Regions from separate parts of the Mus musculus genome. Here region 2 is linked to region 1. The links are chromatin contacts, called in public promoter capture Hi-C maps. All regions are on one chromosome and are shown on one strand. The core of a region is the stretch at or near the end of the contact, and the rest is flanking DNA. Distances in the headings are between cores, read along the strand shown.

Region 1 (7,209 bases), core at 3,559-6,058:
ACCTGCTCTCCACCTCTCACCTTCCCTTTAGGACATGTGAACATAATAAGTAAATAAAATAAAATGCAATTGAAAATAAAAATAAAGATTGCTTAGATACTGATTGAAGGAGAGGCAGAAGAGATGACTCAGCAGTTAAGAACATTTGCTGCTCTCTGAAAAGGACGCAGGCTCAGTTTTCAGCACCCACTCTGCTCACAACTATCTTTAACTCTAGCCCCAGGGATCAAATGCCTTCTGTCCTCTGCCTGCACACAGACACACAAACCATGACAACTAGCATCCGTCCTCTCCTCTCTTCTCATCTCCCTGTGCTTCTCTATCCTCTTCCCTCTGTCCAGAGGTTCAATCAGAAGCTCCCACATACTAAGCAAAAACTCTAAAAATGACCTATATACCAGCCATCAAGGATTTAGAAAAACAGTTTTATCAGTGCTGGAGAGATGCCTCAGTGGTTTAGAGCATTTGCTGCTCTTCCAGAGGACCTGGGTTCCATTCCCAGCACCCACATGGTGGCTCACAAACGTGTATAATGCAGACCCAAAGGAATCTCTTGTCCTCTTCTGACCTCCACAGGCACCTGACATGTGATGCACAGACATAGATACAGGCACAACACCCATACACAAAAAATCTCTCCAGCCCCTATAATGATATATTTGATATAAAGAAGTTCTTAACTTGAACACCGTCCATTTTTTCCTATTAATTTATGGCTAATACTCCATAAGGGCAGCTATTTTCTTTTTGACAATACAAAACAAAATAAAACAAAAAACCAAAATAAAAACCAAGCAAACTTGAAAAATGACTGTTCTTCAAAAAGAATTGCTTTAAAAAGATCACCTATTTTTAGTGATGGCTTACAATAAGGCTGGAAACAACAAGACCCATACATTCACTAACATGAAGATTAAAAGCCAGGCACGGTGGCATATATTTTAATCCCAGAACTCAGGAAGCAGAGGCAAACGAAGGCCAGCCTAGTCGCATAGCAAGTTTGCTGTCAGCCAAGACTACACAGTGAAACGATTCCTCTCAAACTAAACAAAGACATAAAGTTTAAAAATTCACTGAGAGGCAGGAACAAGTAGGTGCACAAGTTGTAAGTAACAAGGACACAGTCAAGGCCTAAAGGAAGCTCCTGAAACGGACCTTAAAGCTTAGCTGAATGTTCCCTCCTCTCAACAGCTACACCAGGAGCCAGAACAGAACAGAAACAAAGGGCAGAAGCAAGCCTTGAAAGTCCTCCCTTTTTCCGTCAATGCTGGGTCAAGGGTCCAGCACACAGTAGGCCAGTGCTTCGCTATCTAGTCCCTGTATGGTTTTTTTTTAAATTTATTTATTATTATACATAAGTACACTGTAGCTGTCTTCAGACACTCCAGAAGAGGGTGTCAGGTCTCATTAGATGGTTGTGAGTCACCATGTAGTTGCTGGGATTTGAACTCAGGACCTTCAGAAGAGCAGTCAGTGCTCTTAACCCCTGAGCCATCTCACCAGCCCCGTCCCTGCATGTTTTAAAGGGCCATCCCTCATGCTGTTAGCTTTTGATCAACGTCAGACTGGTAGGAAAAATTGAAAGCTGTATTTACCTTTTTTTTTCCTTTTTTGGAGACATGGTCTATGTAATTTTGAATTTAAAGAGATACACATGGGGTGGGGGTGGGGGAGACTGGAGAAATGGTTCAGTGGTTAAGAGCACTGACTACTCTTCCAGAGGTCCTGAGTTCAATCCCCAGCAACCACATGGTGGCTCACAACCATCTGCAATGAGATCTGACGCCCTTTTCTGGTGTGTCTCTCTGAAGAGATCAACAGTGTACTCGCATAAATAAATCTTAAAAAAAAAAAAAAAAAAAAAGACACACAACTCTGTCTCCCAAATGTTGGAATTAGGATTAAAGATGTGTACCACTACACCCAACCTTGTGTTTACCTTTTTTTTTTTTTTTTTTTTTTTTTTTTGGTTTTTCCGAGAGAGGGTTTCTCTGTGTAGCCCTGGCTGTCCTGGAACTCTGTAGACCAGGCTGGCCTTGAACTCAGAAATCCACCTGCCTCGGCTGAGTGCTGAGATTAAAAGCGTGTGCCACCACATCCAGCCGTGTTTACTTTTAAAATGTACTTTCCTATAAATAAGGACAATGTGACTTACTGCACTCCAAACAATGAAATCAGACCATGGAGACCTTTTGGATGGAACTCGGAATAAAATCACCAAGTGTAAGACTTCGTTTCCTTCCTAATTTTGCCACTCATTTGAGTCATACCTCCCTTTGCTTAGGAGAATATTCAATAATATTAAGTTAAACAATAAACCAGCAGCCAGGAGTGCTAGAGTATGCCTTTAATCACAGGAAAGAGTTCTGTTCTGAATGGGAAGAACTCTTTACTGGAAAGGCAGAGGCAAGTGGATATCTTTGAGTTTGAGGTCAGCCTGGCCTACATTGTGAGTTCCAGGACAGCCAGAGCTATGTGAGATTGTCTTTTATTTAAAAAGAAAGAAAGAAAGAAAGAAAGAAAGAGAGAGAGAGAGAGAGAGAGAGAGAGAGAGAGAGAGAGAGAGAGAGAAAGAAAGAAAGAAAGAAAGAAAGAAAGAAAGAAAGAAAGAAAGAGAGAAAGAAAGAGAGAAAGAAAGAAAGAAAGAAAGAAAGAAAGAAAGAAAGAGAGAGAGAGAGAGAGAGAGAGAGAAAGAAAGAAAGAAAGAAAGAAAGAAAGAAAGAAGAGAGAGAGAGAGAAAGAGAGAAAGAAAGAGAGAAAGAAAGAAAGAAAGAAAGAAAGAAGAGAGAGAGAGAGAGAGAGAGAGAGAGAGAAAGAAAGAAAGAAAGAAAGAAAGAGGAAAAGAAAAAGGAAAGAAAAGAAAAAAAAACACCAAAAAACCAAACCAAACCAAACCAAAACAAAAAACAAAAAGCAAAAGCAACTAGCAATCACTCACTGTCAATCATCTCTCAACCATAACAATGTTCCCACAGGATAAACCGACACAACAGCAATGGATAACTACTTTTGGTGCAAACAACCGTGCAAATGAATTCACAGCACTTTGGGAGGTAGTATATAATCCTCAAAAGATGGACCAAGGCTCAAGTTCTCAAAAAAAAAATGGTAAAATTTCATACACTGCAGCTTTGACTTTCGCTTGCTCAAATAAGTTTTATGCTTTCTAATAGGAAAATCTGTCAACCAAAAGTTTTCCTGAATATCTTACAGCAGTGGCTCTCAACGTTCCTAATGCTGCATGGACCCTTTATTATGGTTCCTCATATTATGGTGACCCCCAACCATAAAATTATTTTCGCTGCTATTTCACAAATATAAGTTTGCTACTGTTATGAATCACAAAGTATCTGTTTTCCTATGGTCTTAGGTGACCCTTGTGGAAGGTCTTAGAACATCCAACAACCATTACTTCTACTTCACGCCATCTTTAAAAACCAAACCAAACCAAACCAAACCAAACCCTGTTATTATAGTCATTTGACAACTGGAATCCAAAGGTGACATAGTCAGTCTGTGATCACTGGGAAACAGGTGCACTCTACCCCCTTCTATGTTCTCTGGCAGCTATTTCTTTCCCTCTGTCGTTCTTTAGCCAAGCAAACAGATGCCACATCAGTAGGATGAACCACTTTTATCAGAAAAGACATTTCAAATAAAAGAGCCCCCTATAGAATTCAAGAAATAACAACTGTCCGAAGTTATTCCCTGCTGGATAAACAACTTTCTTTATCTCGATTTCTTTACTGAAAAAATTTTTTTTCTTTCTTGCTGTCTCCCAAGATTGTTAGTTATTTCACCCCCAACCAAAGAACAATTCCTTTCGTTCTTCCTATTCAGAACAGAAACTCCTCAAACAAGCCGTCTCTTCAACATCCTGGTTTCCTCATGACAGCCGCTTTCGGTTCTCCCCCACCCCCACCCCCTCCACAGTCCTTAGAGGAGCTCGAAGCCTCGGCCACTGTCCCCTCCAGCTCCCGCCAGCCCCCGCGCTCACCCCCACCGTCCTTCCCTAACCGCTGCCTAGGCCCTCCGGCGCCCCAGCATCAGCAGCTTTTGCTCACCTCGGCTCCTGACAGGAAAGGGTGCGAGGGCCCAGTGATCGTCAGGTAATTGTCATTTCCTCCGGGAAACTGTAAACCAAAAGAAAGCCGCGGTGGGTGAGTGAGCGGAGCAGTGGCGTGCTGAGACCCCAGCCCTCCCGAGCCCCCCTGGCTCCTCGCTGCCCTGCATTCCCGCTTCCGCTTCCCCTAGTCGGCCGCGAACCCTCATCAGCCCTCAAAGACTCGGCACCCACCTCCATCTTCACAGCACCACTACCAGCGACTCAGCGTCTCCGCGTCCGCATCGCTCCCACCGCCCCCACTAGGTTCCGAGCGCGTCACTTCCTCAAGGAGAAAGCGTCGCTCTCCGATGATTGGACCGAGTCAGGGACGCAACCAGTCTCGATCCCAGCTGCCCGAAGGGTCGCTGTCGCCCCCTGGAGCTTGGTGGGATAATGGCATGTAGAAGAGCACTGGGTGGCCCTAGAGGCGGCGTCCGGTACAGCCGATCCAGCGAAGATTTCTGGGGGAGAGCAATAGAGACGCAGCTTGAGCTAGAAGGGCTGGAGCGGAGGCAAATAAGGAGACCCGTAGATTGAGTGGCTAGAGAGGTCGGAGGTAAGTGGCTGTAGAAATCGGGAGGACCCGGAACACAGACGCCTCGGGACCATGACTTACGCTTATCTCTTCAAGTACATCATCATCGGAGACACAGGTAACCCGCCGACGGACCGCCTTCGGAGTTGGGGCGGGGATCCTACCTCCAAAATCGGCTTGGGGGCGGGGCGGGGTGAGCGGAGTTGCGCGGAGGGGGCGGGGCGAGCCCCGGGGGCGGGGCTCTGCCCCTGCCTTAGACCCTGTTCCCTGTCTGGGAGCCAGCGGCTTCCCGGGTGACGTGCGTCTAGTGAACACCGTTCTTTCGCAGGTGTGGGGAAGTCATGTCTCCTCCTTCAGTTTACCGACAAGCGGTTCCAGCCCGTGCACGACCTCACAATAGGTAAGCTATCCCCTCGTTCCAGAACAGCTAAAAGCTAGCTGCCAGAACTGCTAAAGGAGAAAGTTACAGTCTCAGTATTCTAAATAAAAAGTTACTTCTCGGCCGGGCGTGGTAGCTCGCGCCTTTAATCCCAGCACTCGGGAGGCAGGTGGATTTCAGAGTTCGAGGCCAGCCTGGTCTACAAAGTGAGTTCCAGGACATCCAGGGCTACACAGAGAAACCCTGTCTTGAAAAACCAAAAAAAGTTACTTCTCGCTACCTTGGTCTGAAATCATGGTATATGAAAAATGATAAAAGCTGGTAAGTGGAGGATAAATGATTGAAAGGTAACTTTAGAGATGGATGTAAGATACTAGTTGCCGTAGGATTTTTTTTTCTTCCAATGCAACTTGTATGTTTATGGAAAAATCCCACGGAAACATGACTGCTTATTAAACATCTCATCTGTATTTTGTTATTAACTACCAGCTTCACATGTTTTTCAACATAAACACCAACATAGGATTCTTTTAAGTCTGGAGAGGTAAAAGCCAATGTACGGACATTGCAGTTCTTCCTGCACAGACACCTCCTCTAATCTCTTCACCTTCTCTTCTTTTAGGAGCAAATAGCCTCAGATTCATTATATAACCCACACTGGACACAAACTCCCAGAGATCCTCCTGCATTAGACTCTCCCCCCCCCACCCCCTCGGGACAGGGTTTCTCTCTGTGTGGCCCTGGCTGTCCTGGAACTCACTCTGTAGGACAGGCTGGCTTCAAAAATCAGAAATCCGCCTGCCTCTGCCTCCCAAGTGCTGGGATTAAAGGCGTGCGCCACCACTCCCAGCCTCACGGACTTTCGTAATAAGTTTGTTTTTGCGCCGAGACTGGCTTTAAGCTTCCTGGGTAACCTGACCATGATTTTGACTTGATCGTCCTAAATGCTGGGATTAGATATGCACCACTATACTCAGCCTGTTTTTTAGTTTCTTACTCATTGAAATTACATTCTTATTGTTCTGAGAGAAAAAAAAAGTTGACAGTGATTTTTTTTTTCCAAAAAAATATCTTTTTGATTTTTGTTGAGGTAATAGGTATTCAGAACAGGTATTTCATATAGCACCTTAAAGTAAAAATATTTATATAGAGTATGAATTCCTCATGCTATGTACAAAATACTATTTTGAAAATAGAAAAGGGGATGAATTGTCTGCTTATGATGCAGTGGGGTTTTTGTTTTTTTGAAATATTGTCCTTGAAAGAGATGAATTTTGCCTAGAAATAGAAAAGTGTCAAAAGCTCTATCAGTTCGTCAGTTTCCATACTGCTTTAAGAGAGGCTATTACCAATGTACTCTGGAAATTATTGGTGATTGAAGGTATTTTGTCCTTGAAGACCTGTTCCTTAGGCAGCTTCTTTAATTGCCAATGAAAACAGTTTTAGAATTGCAGTTTAAGAAGTGCTGCTTCATACACAGAACTAGTCAGTACTCTGAGACACTGTCGCGAAATGCTATCAATGGGCTGGAGAGCTGACTCAGCAGTTAAGAGCACCGACTGCTCTCCCAAGAACAAGGGTTCAATTCCCAGCACCCATCATCCTCTGTCACTCAAGTTCCAGGGGATCCTTTGGGTTCTTCTGGCCTCCACAGGTACCAGCCACATACGTCACACATACTTAACATGCAGGCAAAACACTTAACTTTCAAATAGTTCAGAAGTTCTTTGAGCCTGACAGTGGTGGCGCACGCCTTTAATCCCAGCACTCGGGAGGCAGAGGCAGGTGGATTTCTGAGTTCAAGGCCAGCCAGGTCTACAGAGTGAGTTCCAGGACAGCCAGGGCTAAACAGAGAAACCCTGTCTTGAAAAACCAAAACCAACCAACCAAACCAGCAAACAAAGAAGTTCTTTGAAAACAATTGTAGAATTAAATATTACCTAGTCAGATTTCAGTGTAAGCTAACATTCCTAAGCATTTATTCATCTCTTTTAGTTTTATTTGTCCCAGAATTGTTATGTTCATTTTCTAGAAATTTTTTTCTATGAATTGTAGCTTTGTAGTTTATTTTATGAAAAACTTTCCTGTAGTGGCTTTTTTTTTTTTTTTTGAGACAAGAGTTTTTCTGTATAGCCCTGGCTGTCCTAGAACTTGCTTTGTAGCGGGTACACATTCTTCAGATGTTATTTG
Region 2 (6,924 bases), core at 1,350-3,849, 2.4 Mb before region 1:
CCCTCTGTCCCCCCCCCCCCGAACAAGCCAGCAGCCCTTTCACAAATTAATAAGACATCCATCCCCTGGCGCAGCTGTACAGCTCAGCCTCTCCTCCTTATTTTCCGTGTCGATAAAATTAGGATAAAAATACCGCTTTACCTCCCCTCCTTAGCTCACAACAAAATGGTCAGCATGAAAAAGTGCGTGTTTCATCGATTGAAAAAAGCTTTACTTTATCAGATGACACAACTATCTGATTCCATTATCGTTATTCCACAGTCAAAGAGGGGACATAATTTCTCTTTGAAACAGGCGCTGCACCAATTCTCCTAGCCTTCCCACACTACCGGCAACCTGACTGAAAAGCCCCAATCTTGTCTATGCTTCTTTTTCCTGCTTCCCAGAACAGAGCGGTCAAGACTGGTTGTCAGGGTTGAGAAAGAATGCCCCCTATGTCCACCTGATTCAAAACCATCGCGGACTCGAAAGTATAGAATTTGGGAACCAATATTGCCACCTAGTGGCTAATAGCGTCAGGTCACCAAACTGAAATCTCCCAGCCTTGGTACCTATTTGACAAGGGACCTGTAGAGCAAAGAGCACAAATCGCCCCAGTATTTCCGGTGCTTTGCGTCGATGATACGATGATACGGCTGGCTCTCCCCCTGCCTGGCCAGGGCTTTGGAGGGAAGCATATTTTGGACATACTTCAGGCTGTGCTCAGAGCACGTGAGGTGGACTGTGGAGTTAGAGGGGATGGGATGGAGGACTCATCAAGGGTACTTTCTCTAACTTGTGGACAAGTCACATTTACAGTTTTATTTTAGTGTTCAATGACATACATATCCTATCAAAGTTTACCTCCACTGTAACCCCTCACAGTTACCCGATCCTTGGAATACCCAGCTTAGAAACTGTTCTATTCTTAGGGCTGGAGAAAGAGTTCAAGGGTTCAGAGCACTCACTGCTCTTCCAGAGGACCTGAGTTTGACTCCAGGCATTCACACTGGGTGCCTCACAACTGCCTGTAATTCCAGCTCCAGGAGATCTGATGTCTCTGGCTTCCATGGGTACCTGGAAGTGTGCACACACATACACAAACACACACACACCACACACACACACACCACACACACCACACACACACACACACCACACACACCACACAAACACACACACACCACACCACACACACACATACCACACAACACAACACACACACACACAACACACACACACACTCACATACTTTAGAATAATGAAAATAAATTCATTTTAAAAATTCTGTCCCTCCCCCTAGAACATCTGTTTGCAATAAAAGAGCCAGGAAGGTATGGTAGCACAGCTATCAACTCAGCTCCGTGGAGAATGAAGCAGGAAGATGAGAGTTCAAGGCCAGGCTAGGCTAAAAGGGAGGCTCAACCTAAAAAAAAACAAACAACTGAAAAGTGACACACTTCTCATGTCTCTGTGTTCTTTTCTTGTCAGTAAATCCAGAACCGTGTCTGAAGCAGGGCCACAACCAAACTGGAGAGAGCAGGAAGTTCCGAACAAAACAGAAAAATGAACTTTGGGGGTTAGTAGAAGATCAAGAAGGGCGGGCAGGCAGCTACCAGCTTCTCCTTCGGACCCCGAAACAGCCCCAGGAAGAGGTGAGGACAAGAGAGAAGACTTCTCAAGCCTACAAGAGGAAGTGGACCCGAGAGACACGCACAGGTCAGAAAACAAGGGCCTGCATGCAGCTCAGGGCACAGGAAATAGGAGGCAGAGCCTCAGGCCAGCGCGGGTGGGGTCAGCCAGAACAGCTTTTAGGGTGGAGCAACTGGGACCTCCAGCAGATCCTTTCTGTTGGTTCTGAGGCTGCAGCTTGCCTGGGCCTGAGGTACAGGACCCATGTCTTGACCAGAAACCTCAGCTATGTCCTGGCAGCCCCGGACTGTGCCAGGCTGCTAGCCATAGCCAGATCTGGAGACATGCACACAAGCCCTGTGCAAAGACCTAACCGAAGAACCTTAATAGGGGCCCTCTGGAGGCAAAGGCAGGCAGAACTCTGTGAGTTCAAGGCCAGCCTGAGCTACATCGTGAGACCCTGTCTCAAAACTAGCAAATGGGCATACCCTGTACTAGGGCCAGGGGTAGCTTGGTCCTAGAATCTACTACTACTTCCCAAACCCTTCAAACAATGATGGTCTACACAGAGAAAAATGTCTTGGGAGGTGGGGCTACAGAAGGAACTGACTTACCCCGGGGTAGGTGGAGTTCAGGACTTGGGGGTGGGGGCGGGGAGGGGGGGGGACGGGACAGGGAGGAAGATGCATCAAGGGAGGAGTTTAGACCAAGTTGGCACTGGGGGAATGCTTTGTCTATTGGCTCTGGCTTGACACCTCACTCTGCACAGGTCTCTTTGGAAATCGGAGGAAGACAGATATTCAGAGAAGCTACTCTGGGCAAGGGATTAGAATCCCTTGAACTCGCAGGGCAAAAAGGGCCATTTTCTCAAACAGCAACTTCTGGACTGTGGCTGGGGCCTTCGCAAAGAGCGCCCTAACTGCTAAGCACCCCTCCCTCCGGGGTGTGCCCTGCCCCTCCCTTAGTCACCCCAAGGAGAGAGAGGAAAAGGGAAGAAAGGAAGAGGTACTGACTACAGAAGGAAAGGGAAGCAGAGGAGGAGAGAAGCCACGTAGGAGTTGGTGACGGAGAAGACCAGAGAGGGCAAACCTAGGGCAAATCTAGGACCGGGGGAGATCCAAGAAAGGGCAGGCTGAGCATCCCAACGGGCGGGCGCCCCCAGCACAGGACCCAGGGGCGGGGAGCCAAGGGGGCGGGCCGGCCATGTCCCACGGGACCTACTATGAGTGCGAGCCTCGGGGTGGCCAGCAGCCACTTGAGTTCTCAGGGGGTCGAGCTGGGCCCGGGGAGCTGGGGGACATGTGTGAGCATGAGGCCTCCATCGACCTCTCCGCCTACATCGAGTCTGGGGAAGAACAGCTACTTTCTGACCTCTTTGCCATGAAGCCAACGCCTGAAGCCCGAAGCCTTAAGGGCCCAGGAGCCCCCTCGTTTCCTCACTACCTGCCGGCTGACCCTCGGCCATTCGCCTATCCCTCACACACATTTGGCCCAGATAGGAAGGCTTTGGGGCCTGGCATCTACAGCAACCCAGGGAGCTACGACCCCAGGGCTGTGGCGGTGAAGGAGGAGCCTCGTGGGCCAGAGGGCAACCGAGGCACCAGTCGAGGCAGCTACAATCCCCTGCAGTACCAAGTGGCACACTGCGGGCAGACAGCCGTGCACCTCCCCCCGACCCTGGCAGCACCTGGCCAGCCCTTGCGTGTCCTCAAGGTAAGACCAAGGTAGCTCTCCCCGCTTCTTCCCCCCAGGGTGGAGCAAGGTGGGTGGTTGAGGGAATTCTGACTACTGGGCTTCCCTAACAAGTCTATGTTTGGTGCTCCTCTGTGAACATGCCCTACCCCAAGGTCCTGTTTCCCAACTCTGTGAATTTATTTCTTAGAACTCGGCTGTGTCCTGAAGACACTTGTAATAGCTGCTCTGCCCTGATCTCAGGCAGGACCAGGTTTCCTGCTGTGCACTATACCTCTTGCTTCTCTGCTGCCTGCTTTTGGATGAGGAAACATGGCTGACTAGAATTTTAGAACGGGAGACTTATTACAGACAAACCAAAGGGAAGGGAATAATGAGAGCATGATAGAAAGCTTTGGTCTCAGACCAAGGACCATATGTATCTGGGTTACGGTCCTTCACAGAGACAGGGAGATGGATGCCTGGGAGATCGGAGCTCTCTGGGAGTCCTGTATCCCTTTGAGGCCTCACATATGCTCTCCCTGCTGGGTTTCCTGCTTAGCCTTCACTCTGCCTCCTGGTGGACCCTCACCTCTCTGTCCCCCTTACCCTCCAGGCCCCTGTGGCAGCTGCTGCCCCTCCCTGCAGTCCCCTTCTCAAGGCACCCTCCCCTGCTGGCCCCTCACACAAGGGCAAGAAGGCAGTGAACAAAGATAGCCTGGAGTACCGACTGCGACGTGAACGTAACAACATCGCGGTGCGCAAGAGCCGGGACAAGGCCAAGAGGCGCATTATGGAGACTCAGCAGAAGGTCCTGGAGTACATGGCTGAAAACGAGCGTCTGCGCAACCGCGTAGACCAGCTCACTCAGGAGCTAGACACTCTGCGCAACCTCTTCCGCCAGATCCCTGAGGCTGCTAGCCTCATCAAGGGTGTCGGGGGCTGCAGCTGAGCCTGCCTGGCAGACTGTGGGCACCAGACCCTAAGGGCCCCGCCCACCCTTCTAGGTCCCCAGAGTCCTGAACAGGCCAAGCCTGAGACAGAGATCGTGGACAATGGCAGCCAGTAATTGGGAAGGTCGGGACCAAATGATTCTGTGGCTGAATAAACTGCACTGTTACTTGATGCTGAAGCTGTTCACTGGGTCTTGGGCCTGGGCCTGGTGGGAGGGGATACCCATGGAGGACCCCAAGGGCAGGGAATACATGTGGCTAGTCCACATAGTCTTGACTCCATGTCCAAATGAATGCCTAGAAATACTAACATGCCGCCCACGGCTGGCTCTGTCCATCACACCCTCCAGCCTAGCCTCAGCCTGTCCCTCTGCTTCTCTGTCACTTCACCTCCATGTCCACCCCACCTACCCACTTGGTCCTTTGTACATCGAGTGTGTGCTTGCTACCACCACAGTGCATGCCAGTGTCTGGAGCAGCCTCTGCATTCTGCCCTGAGAGAATCCTGGGGCTCTGATGACCCCAGTGCCACACAACTCCAGTGCCAGCCCCACTGGCCTAGGGCCTGCTCTCTGACTTTAGGCCTCAGAGCTCATTTCCCAGGTGACCAAGAGAAAGCTTTCTGATGACTCTGCCATATTTGTGGTCCCTTGGCTCTTGATCCAGCATTCTGCCTCTTGTCTTGTTCTACATCCTCACTCCCATCTTTATCCTTCATCCCCGCAGGCCACTGGAGAAGGTAAGCCCAGGAGAAACCAGTTAGGATCTGGTGTGTATGTGAGAACCCTGACCCCGAGGAAGCCAATGACAAGTCAGTCTGTGCCTGCGACTCCCCCCTCCCCACTCCAGGTGGTTTCTTCCCCATAGAACTGCGGCCCAGGAAGCAAAACCGTACAGTAGTAGAGGGCGTCAGCTTGCTGTCTCACCTTGAACCAGTTACCTCTCCCTTCCGTGCCTCGGTTTCCTCATCGGCACAGGAGGAATCTGAGTGCCTAGCCCGCATTGTTACTTTCACAGAAAAATGGAGTTTGACATGTGGTGGGCGTGAGTGTTTGTTCCAGCTCTATTTTGCTAAATGTAAAAAGACATCCGTTATCTAGACTTCTCATTCTGCAGGTGAGGAGCCTGGAGCCTGTGAGAGGGATAGGGAGAGAGGAGACCACTAGAATCACACAACTATTTAGAGGTAGAATCAAAATTAGCTCCATGAAATCACAGATCTCAAGAGGTCCTAGGAGAGACCTCAAGAGATCATCTGGGCGAGCTTTGCCCTCAGACAAGCGAGATAGTGGGAGCCACATCTTGTAGATAAAGCAGGGAGGGCCGAAGTGGATAAGCGCTCGCTCAGTCCCTCACTGCCTCAGCACTATACCTTTCTTCTACTCTCGCTGCCACAGCAAAAACCAGCATAGATGTGGTCCATGAGCCATGGTCGGTCGAGGAATAATTCAGGGCTGGGTTGGGACTGAGTTAGCAGAGTTCACAACAAGATCCTAGGCCCCAGCATTAGCACCACGGAACACCACTGTGAATTGCCCCCACAATGTTAGAGACTGGACAGGATAAGAGCAACTCTGTGCGTGTGTGTGTGTGTCTGTGTCTGTGTCTGTGTGTGTGTGTGTCTCTCTGTGTCTCTGTGTGTGTGTGTTTGTGTCTATGTGTCTGTGTGTGTGTGTGTGTATGCCTGTGTGTGTGTCTGTGTCTATGTGTGTGTGTGTCTGTGTGTGTTTGTGTCTATGTGTCTGTGTGTGTGTATGCCTGTGTGTGTGTGTCTATGTGTGTGTGTGTGTCTGTGTGTGTGTTTGTGTGTGTGTGTCTGTGTGTGTGTATGTCTCTGTGTGTGTGTCTATGTGTGTGTATATGTCTGTGTGTGTATGTCTGTGTGTGTTTGTGTGTGTGTGTTTGTGTGTGTATGGATCATCACAGGTCCATTCCACTTCTGATTTCAGTGGTAGAAACTCTCACAGTGTCCCAGGCATCTTGTGTGCAAGATGTCCAAATGAACGCCTAGAGATACTGACATGCTGCCCACAGCTCTCTCCATCACACCCTCCACCTAACCTCCAGGCTAATCCAAGCTAACACCATCTAGGCTAGCTAACCTTGGCTCCCTTTTGCCTCTGTGCCTCTGTGCCTCTTTTTCCTGTGTCCTCAGGCCTTCAGCTGATTAGGGGAGACTTGAACCTTTGGGTGGAAGGACTGATGGACACTACTTGAGTAGGAGATGAAGCTGCCCATCTCTGTGCCACCTGGGAAAATCCTCTCACTTCTCCATCAGCCTAGGGGTAGCTGGGATGCACAGGGAGTTTGTGCAGAATACAGCTGGTGTCTCAGCCTCCCCATTCACTCCTTTCCCCTTAAGGTCTCCCCATTCATTAGAGATGGCATTAGATGTTGGGGGCTGCTTTGCCTGAGCATTTTCCCAATAGCTCTGAGCTGTATCTCCTTCCAGCCCCCCAGCAACCTGTCAATCCTCAGAGTGACTGATAGGAGTCTTTCTAGTTGGCCCTGAGGCTGAAGAAGAGTCATCTCCCCAGTGAGATTCCCCATAAGATATGACAAAGACCAGCCAAACTCACTCTCCTCCTGTCCGATTCTATCCTGAGATGTCTTGCCACCTGCAGGAGGCTCTCAGTCTGCCATTAGCTGGCTTTAGCCAAAGTAATTTATTCAAGCATCCTTCCCGAGA

Evidence for each region. Promoter capture Hi-C pulls out the DNA fragments that hold promoters and counts their contacts.
Region 2: a promoter capture Hi-C map of neutrophils shows a contact between it and region 1, with 2.9 times the contacts expected there. The contact joins the promoter of Cebpe here to the promoter of Tox4 in region 1. A contact is called at or near these places in 2 of 39 promoter capture datasets (hippocampal neurons and neutrophils).

Annotation. Positions count from the first base shown.
Region 1 is chr14:52,276,745-52,283,953 of GRCm38.p6, reverse strand. Tox4 (TOX high mobility group box family member 4) reads right to left here and starts at 4,808. Exons shown (of 10, transcript NM_023434.3): 1 at 4,722-4,808; 2 at 4,298-4,566; 3 at 4,065-4,133. The coding sequence starts at 4,303. Rab2b (RAB2B, member RAS oncogene family) reads left to right here and starts at 4,559. Exons shown (of 8, transcript NM_172601.3): 1 at 4,559-4,758; 2 at 4,969-5,040. The coding sequence starts at 4,713.
Region 2 is chr14:54,707,849-54,714,772 of GRCm38.p6, reverse strand. Cebpe (CCAAT/enhancer binding protein (C/EBP), epsilon) reads left to right here and starts at 2,599. Exons shown (of 2, transcript NM_207131.1): 1 at 2,599-3,324; 2 at 3,899-4,410. The coding sequence starts at 2,815. The coding sequence ends at 4,234.